Linked DNA regions of Mus musculus: region 1 is linked to region 2. Evidence: chromatin contacts called from public promoter capture Hi-C data. All regions are on one chromosome and are shown on one strand. Each heading gives the region's core, a stretch centred on a gene start, on an enhancer-like site or on the middle of the called end of the contact. The rest is flanking DNA. Distances are from core to core; before and after follow the strand shown. Region 1 holds the start of Slc9a2 (solute carrier family 9 (sodium/hydrogen exchanger), member 2). Region 2 holds the start of D930019O06Rik (a long non-coding RNA gene).

Region 1 (4,172 bases), core at 738-3,237, 1.0 Mb before region 2:
AGAAGAGGGTGTCAGAGCAGAAAAGCAGTAATGGGAAAGGTCACAAATGCAGCCCTCCTGGGCTCCGACTCAGGCACAGGCAGGGAACCAGAGGCAAGCTACCTGTGTGCATTTGGTGGGTCCGACTTTGTGGGTCATAGTATGGACTTTCCAGTTTTGGTTTCCACCTCTCTGAGGTGAGAGTATTCACAGCTGCACATCCCTACAGGGCAGGGATGCTGTGGGGGATGATGTAAAGAGAGAGCATCTCGGGCTATTATTAGAGACCATGAGCTTATGTGGCTGTTTGCTTGATAGGGAAGTCCATGTCTCTTATACCATTGCTCAGATGGAATTAAAGCACGCGCAGCTAGTTGGTCATGCCAGAGCCAGCAATTCCAGACTGCAGAGTCATTATGTAGTGTAGGACACCTTTGCTTACCACCATCACAGGCTAATAGATTTAATCTAACCTCGGAAGTCAATGCCAGGCTTAGCTTGCAAGTTCTACACTCTTACAAACCATCCCTGCCACCTGCTTAGACCCACCCCTTTCCAGTCACACTTTTTGTTTCTCTCTAGAATGCTGTTTCCGGTGAACAGCTCACACTGACCAGACTTTAGTCATCCTTGAAAACAGTCTGTATAAGTCAGGCCAGGATGTGACCCCTGCATCTATCCCCAGCCATATTGTGTTTGCCGAGGAGTATTTCCTGTGTTGTAACCATCGATGCCTCACCCTGATCATCAGAAAGGTTCCCTAAGAAAGGCTGAGATGTATGGAAAGCTGCATCCCACAAGGTGAATGCAAAAGCATAGAAAACACCGCGTTCTTCTGACCTCATACATTTTGAACAGTACAGCGATAGCGAATGTGCTTTAATACTGCATACAGAGTAAAATGGTGAGCGGGCGTTATGATGGAGTGATCAGGTTAACAGATGAGAAAACGGGCTGAGCTTGGGGATGGGTTAATTATTTGTTAATAGCTGGTCTCCCTGGCTCCAGTTACCTCTAAAGAAGAAAAGGCTTTCTAGAGAGGAAGGAGCCCAGAGAGCCCAGAGAGAAAGAACAGGGCACTGGTGTTGTAGTGGCAAGCATTTAGGTGTCCACAGTCCCAATTTAAGCACCTCATCAGACAGGGACATGAGGAGGGTCTGTGTTCTGCCAACGCACCCTCTCCCATCCAAGATCTTGCCCACTTCCACTCTCCTCTCTACTTGTAGATGATATACAATCTAGCTAAGCCCTGCCTCAGTTAGCAAGCAAGTCTCCCTCAACTTTGGCACAGACCTGTCAAACTTGACGCTCAAAGCAGAAGTTCACAGTGGGTCTCTATGCTATGGGCCAGTCTTTCCCGGCTTTCCAAGGCCAGCGTCGGATTAAGAACAGGAGATCTTTCAACCACAGGAGCTAATCTGTCCGTCCAAGGCTGCCTTGGTGCAGGAGGAGCTGGCCACTATCTGAGACCAACTACTTGCCTACTTGGCGAGTCACCCACCAGGATCCCCAGTCTGATCGTCCCCGCCCCCACCCACGGGTACAGTTCCTTACCAATCTTGGCCAAGGAGGCCAGTAGGATCCACAAAGTGATCTCGAAAGGGATTTGCACGTGGGGGTAATCCAGGGTGAACACGGGCAACCGACTTTCCTCGAACGGCGTCGTTCCCGGGGCCACCACACTGGCAGGACTTGGCGGGTTGGAGCTGGCACCCCTGGCCCTGGGTGCGTCCAGCAGGGTCTCGGCCAGCGCGCCCGCCGGCACTGCCACCTGCAGAGACAGCAGCAGCAGCAGCAGCCAAGACAGTGGCGCCCGCACGCTGTGCGCGGTGCCCCGGGGGCCCATGGGGTCGGCAGCTATGAGCGCAGCAGAGGACGCTGGTGTAGGATCTGGGTTCCCTCAGAGCATCGCGGGAGGGACAGCACTACTAACTCAACGGGACTGCGAGAGTACCACACCACCGCCTCCACGGGGTCGGGGCCCTGTCGCCAACCAGTTCGGTGGGTGTGAACCTCGCAGGGCCCGGAGGGGAGCGCGCAGCGACAGGAGGCCACTGCGCGGTCCCTCGGCCGCGCTCAGCCTTGCTCAGCCGCCCTCCGCCGCCGGCCGCCCTCCCATGCCTGGCAGCTACAGGCCCTGCCCGGGGCGGCCCGAGGGCGGGCGGGGACGGGGACGGGGGCGGGGCGGGGCGGGCGCGGCGCCCCGGTGGCGGGGCGGGAGGACGCGGAGACCCGGTGCGACGCGCACCTGCCGCAACCCACAGTCGACGCGGGGGCGAAGGTCGCGCCGCTCTCTAGCCCGCCCGCGGACCAAGAGCCGCTGTTCTTGGGAGCCCGGGAGCTGTGGGTGCACTAGGTGCTCGGTGCGCACGGTGGCCTGAGCTGTCCCCGCCCCGGAGGCAGCGTCGGCCGTCCATCAGGGCTGGGACCGACGCGACCCACGCGTCGCGCCCTGCCCCCTCCCCCCGCAGGCTCCTGCAAGGAGACACCCCGGGGCGCTGGCACGCGAGGAGGCGCCGCGGGCTCAGGCAGGGAGGCGACGCCGGGCGCGGAGGAACTGGGGAGCCTTCGCCACTGCTGGGTCTGCAGAGACCGACTCACCGAGGGGAGCCTCTCGGGGCCTCGGAAAGATGAGAAGGAAGAGCAAAGCACCTTGAACACAGCCTGTTCTCTGCGCACCGAAACTCCCGGTTGAGAACTCAGCGCTCCCACGCTCTCCCAGAACCCTTGTCTTTCCGCTTTTCCACTCCTTGTAACAGTGTGCACTCCACTTTTCTTCCCTCCCCCAGCTTTGGGGACGAAAAAGTCTCTGTTTTTAGGCTTCGAGGTGAATCTGTCTGAGGGCATCAGAAACATAACTATTTCGTGGAAAACCAGTGATTTGCCTAGCTTAGACGGACTTGTTCGGCTAATTACAGGATGGACTGCGGTTTGGAAAAGCGGGATTCTCCCAGCGCCAACTGGCCCTTCTCCCGAGCCCGACCTTCCGCAGGGGCATTGCCAGGTGCCCTGCCTGCGATCCCACTGTCCCGGTGTCCTCACGGTGAGAAACTGAAAGGAACCGAAACCAAACCATCTGCCTCCCAGTTAACCCACACGGTTTCCCCTAAACGTATAAAATAAAAATTCTTATCTTTCCCACAGGGTTCCGGCTCTTGTTTATACACCCCTCAGTCTGACACAGAAAGGTCTAACAGAATCTGTGAGATGTCAGTCGTCGGAGGCCATCTGAATAGAGGCAAGCAAGGAACCTTTGAGTCTGGGAAAGGCAGGGACCATTCTAGCCCGAAGTAGAATGGGTCTCAGGGTTGATACAGAATCGGCACAGAATGTATCAGTTTTCCAGCTTTGAAGTGGAACTGCCTGTGAAGATTCTGTTTCCTTGTAAAGATTTACTGAAACAGGCAGAGCCTAACCCTTTTCCTCCCTGCTGGGCATTTGCATATCAACGACTGATTCTCCCATCTCTTTTCTAAGAAAGGACTTGTTAACTAAGTGTTTTCTTTCTCGAATTGCCTTTCTCTCCAGAAGAGGCGCTGGGAAAGCACTTTCACTTGAATTTTTGGTTATCACAAATACCGAAGTTGGGAGGGAAAAACTGTATCTGTTTTACAGGTGAAGCACTGCACACACACGAACACCCTTCTAGATTAAAGTTCTAGAAGGTATCCACACCCAGGCCTGACCTTGCTAAAGCTGGTTCCACCCCACACTACCAATTTTAGATTATTTATCAAATAGAACAATGAAGAATATTTTAGGGGTCGTTTAAGAGCATAACTCTTAATAGGATGAAGTTCTGCGGAGAGTAAGCAGCACACAGTCAGACAGTTATTCTTAGATGTTGTGACATCACAGGAGGGCAAGCACGCAGTCAGACAGTTATTCCTAGGCGTGAGAATGTTGAGAACGACTGTGCATCGTAGGATAAATGACATTCCACCTCACTGTCTAGAGTATCTACACAGGTCACAGATGCTGGAGTCACTGTCCTTTGTAAATCTCTGCTACTGCAAAGACTAATCGGTTTTTGTAAAACTTGGGAAAATCTTTTTATTCAGTCTTGTGGGTGATAAAGAGGAGATAAAGAGCAACCTGCTGGGGCTGGGGAATGGCTCAGCCCATGAAGAGCCAGCATGTAGACTTGAGTTTGAATCCCAGAATCCATGTGGTGGTATCACACATTGTGAGCC
Region 2 (4,212 bases), core at 1,459-3,958:
TAGAGCTCCCACTGACTGTAGGGTCATTTGTATATTCCTTCTAAGCAGTACACATCCTTTTACGTGTTTGCTATAGCAAAAAATCCTTTCACCTGTGTCTCCTTCAGCAAAACATTCTTTCTTGGGTCTGTTTTAGCAAAACATTCTTTCACCTATTTGCCCAGCAAAGCATCATTATAACCTAACTGAGTCTCAAAAAAACAAACAAACAAACAAACAAACAAACAAACAAACAGAATTTTCACTTTAACACCTCCACCATATATCTAGACCCCTGAGTTAATGATAGCATACCTCATAATAGCCACCAAGTGGAAACAGCTGAAATGTTCACTGATAGACAAATGATAGAAATCAGCACACAAATAATGTGGAATATTATTCTTAAAAGAAGAAAACCCTGTCAGATGCCACAACATGGGTGAACCTTGAAAGAAGGAAATTAGCCAGTCCTCTGCAGGATTGAATTTGTCTGAGGCATGAAAATGGTCAAATTCATCAAAACAGAAGGCAATGTGATGCCTGTCAGAGGCTGAGCTAAGGAAACAGGAAGCTGATGTTTGGAGGATGGCAGGACACCAATGTTCTACAGATGCATGCGCAGCAAGGTGCATAGTATTGAGCTGACCTCTTACCCATGGTGAAGAGGAGAGCTTTGATGCTGTGCCTCTCACCGTGGTGGGGTGAGGAGCCAACATCCTTAAACAGAAAACAACCTGTTCCAGTGATGTGGCCTTAATTGTCAATCTGACTGGATGCAGAATCATCTAGAAGATGGCGAGGCACAGCTCTGCGTGTGTCTGAGGGAATAAATGGGGGAAAGGGTAACACTAGAATTCCCCTCTCTCTGCTTCCTGATGTGCCACGACATGAACCTCTCTGTGCCTTGTGCCCTTCCTGCCATGATGGGCCAAATCCTACTAATTCTGGAGCCAAAATAAACCTTTCCTCCTTTCATTGCTGTGTTGGGTAATTTGGTCATAGTGAAGAAAAGGCAGCTAATACAACTGGTGATCAAGTTAAAGCAAATAAGTCAATGAGTACCTATCATTGCCCTTCTCCCAGACATGGGTAAGAGCCAATAACGTCTCTTAATCTGACAATAATCTAAATAGATAAGAATGAAGAAAATAGGAGCTCTTACACTCTGATAGTATAATTGGCGTTTAAGCCAGTTTGACATCCCATAACAACTTTTTACACAGAATTAACTAGCAAAGTTAAATACACTCAAGTCCACGTCTTGACCTCTAACAGGTCCACGGGAGTGACGTGTGAATCTGTACAAATATACCCTCTCTAGCTTTTACAATACAACATCTCGATACCCATAGAAATAAAAGAGATCTGTGGGACTCCTCTGAGGTTCTACAGCTGAACTCATTCCAGCAGAGGAGGCACATGCCTCTGCCATAGCTGGCCAACTCAGGCATGAGGAAAGAGAAGGTGGATTGATCCTGCCGTGAGAGCCACAGAGGAACTGAGATTACCATCTGCAGGTCCTCTCCCCACACTGACATATCAGTTCAATCCCTTTTCCTTTCCTGAGGTTGAAACATTCATCGTCTTTTTCCTCTGAGGATAAGCTCTCCCCTGAAACTAGAGATGTCAGGCTTGACACCCAAACCCCGGTGGGGGAGATGTAACCGTCCCCATTTTGTAGAGGCAACAGTGACATGCCACTATCCCACAATCAGAACATGATAGGACAAGATCTGGATTATTTTTAATTTGTATTTCAGGGAGGAGGAGTTGTTGGTTTTTATGGTGGATCTTGAGGTGGTGTCTCATGTAGTCTAGGCTGGTCTCAAATTTGCTTACCTAGCTAAGTCTGACCTTGAACTCCTGAATCTCCTGCCTCCACCTGTCGAGTGCTAGGATAGATAACAGGTGTGTGCCATCATACCTGGCTGCAGTGTGTAGTATTTCCATGACTCCCCATTGTGCCTCTCAAGACCATGGAACACATCTTTCCCCTAAACAGGGGATAAGAGGGTCTGTGAAGCTGGGGAGAGAGCAGCAGCCGATAACAGCAGAAGCCATGAGAGTAAACAAGATGTCTTGGGGAGAAACTGAAGACACCATCAATGTTTCAAAGCAGACGGAGAGCAGAGAAGGGGTTGTGGGGTGGGGGGTGGGGAGGGGAGAGAGAGAGAAAGAGCAGCCAGGGGCATCCAGGGAGAGACAAGAAGTTCCCATGCAAAGAGAAAGAGACCAGCTGTGTTCACAGCTGACATCCAGGCATCCAGGAAGAGTCACAGGAGTTTCACAGCAGGGCACAGTGAAGACATGTAGGAAAAACTCAAATCCCATTTCAAGATACTTTCTTATAGAACCAGTTAGTGCAGGACTCTTGCATTTTAGGAATATAAGCGATAGAAAATATTCCATGGTGGGACAAAGACTGGATATCATAAGAACAGGTAAGAAATTATAATTACTTTGAAGTTATTTTGATATCTATTAAACTTCTTACTGGAACAAGATGGTTTTTAAAATACGCTATTAAGCCGGGCAGAGGTGGCACACGCCTTTAATCCCAGCATTTGGGAGGCAGAGGCAGGCAGATTTCTGAGTTCGAGGCTAGCCTGGTCTACAGAGTGAGTTCCAGGACAGCCAGGGATATACAGAGAAACCCCGTCTCGAAAAAAAACAAAAACAAAAACAAAAAAACAAAAAAAAAAAACAAAAAACAAAAAACAAAACAAAACACCCAACAACAATAAAGTTCTATTAGTCTGTGTCGCTAACCGCAGGACACTGCTGACTGGGTGAGTGATGGAAGATGTGGGTGTATTGTGGTTCCCGGTTCTGCGGAGGTGATGGGGTGCAATAACTGAGCCTGGTGATGCCCTTCTTGTTGGCTCAGAGAAGTTAATCAGCTTGGTAGAGTCGCACAGCTGACGAGCGGAGGAGTGCATTGAGCCTGAGCTGTGAACGCCCACCCTCTGGCTGCAAAACGCTTGCCATCCTGCGGAAAACCAAGACACGCGTGGACTCTGCGCCCAGCAGCGGCGGTGGACGCAGGGGACTCTGGTCGTGCAGCAGACTTCGCTTCTTACGGGAGTGTAAGGCAATAGGGAACCCCGGCCCCCGGACTGATTGGAGACCCTCAACCCGGGAATCCTATCACGAGGAGAAGGGTTCCGACGCACGCTCCGCCGCAGGGGGGCGCCCCTGGCTGGCCGCTGCTTGGTCAGTGGTCCCCGCCACAGGGCGCGTCGCCTCCAAGAAGATGTCGCTGTCCGGCAGGGAGCGTCCTGCTTGGCCAGGGAGTCGCCTGTCCTGGTTGCTATGCTGCAGCGCCCTGTTGTCCCCAGCCGCCGGCTACGTGATCGTGAGCTCCGTGTCCTGGGCTGTCACCAACGAGGTAGATGAGGAGCTGGACAGTGCATCCACTGAGGAGGCGCTGCCCGCGCTGCTGGAGGACTCGAGTAGCATCTGGCAGCAGAGCTTTCCGGCCTCGGCGCACAAGGAGGACACGCACCTGCGACCTCGGGGCTCCGCCCGCGCCAGGCCCGCACCGGCCGCGCGTGGCATGTTCTCCTACCGGCGGGAGAGCGGCTCATCTGAGGCATCCCCTGGCCCCAGGGTGCATGCCGGCACCGCCCGCTCCCTAGCCCACGCTAGCTCCTGGGGCTGTCTGGCCACTGTGTCCACCCACGAAAAGGTAAGCCAGAGGTCGGGACGCGGGGGCGGTGCGCGTCTCCCTTCCAGGACGCAGGGCGACTCCGGTTTCACAGGTTCATAGGCTGTGAATGCCCTGTGAATAACGGAACCAGCGTGTGCATGGGTCGGTCCATCTGGCCAAGTGCATGTGAGTGGGGAGGAAGGAGAAGCTGGGAAACAGTCTCGTGGTTAGTGATTGAATCCCTGTGTACTAAAATGGCCAAAGAGATGATCAGATAAACAGTGACAAGCTGGAAACCTGGAACGTAGGCAGGATCGCTTTTGGAATCACAGATGAGGCGCATCCAGCTCCCAGCTCCCTGCAGGCTCCGACAGTCCTGCAGACAGACTCTGGCACCGCCTCCCACACCAAGTGGGTGTGGAAGAGGAACGCCATCCACACTCCGGTAGACATTTACACTTTAAAAAAAAATGGAACTCAGGTTTTTTAGAAAGAGGGCTTAAGCAAAAGGTAACAGCTGGAGGAGCTGTTTCAGCTGCAGTTCGTCTCTTTCGATCCACAAAACTGTATTCACATTTTAT

The links. Promoter capture Hi-C pulls out the DNA fragments that hold promoters and counts their contacts.
Region 1: a promoter capture Hi-C map of stem cell-derived epiblast-like cells shows a contact between it and region 2, with 2.7 times the contacts expected there. The contact joins the promoter of Slc9a2 here to the promoter of D930019O06Rik in region 2. A contact is called at or near these places in 7 of 39 promoter capture datasets (the 3T3-L1 cell line, 3T3-L1-derived adipocytes, frontonasal cranial neural crest and 3 more) and 1 of 9 other capture datasets (embryonic stem cells).

Annotation. Positions count from the first base shown.
Region 1 is chr1:40,679,527-40,683,698 of GRCm38.p6, reverse strand. It overlaps Slc9a2 (solute carrier family 9 (sodium/hydrogen exchanger), member 2), which reads right to left and starts at 1,987. Exons shown (of 12, transcript NM_001033289.2): 1 at 1,534-1,987. The coding sequence starts at 1,825.
Region 2 is chr1:39,649,964-39,654,175 of GRCm38.p6, reverse strand. It overlaps D930019O06Rik (a long non-coding RNA gene), which reads right to left and starts at 2,708. Exons shown (of 2, transcript XR_001778897.2): 1 at 1,907-2,708. Creg2 (cellular repressor of E1A-stimulated genes 2) reads left to right here and starts at 2,994. Exons shown (of 4, transcript NM_170597.4): 1 at 2,994-3,670. The coding sequence starts at 3,236.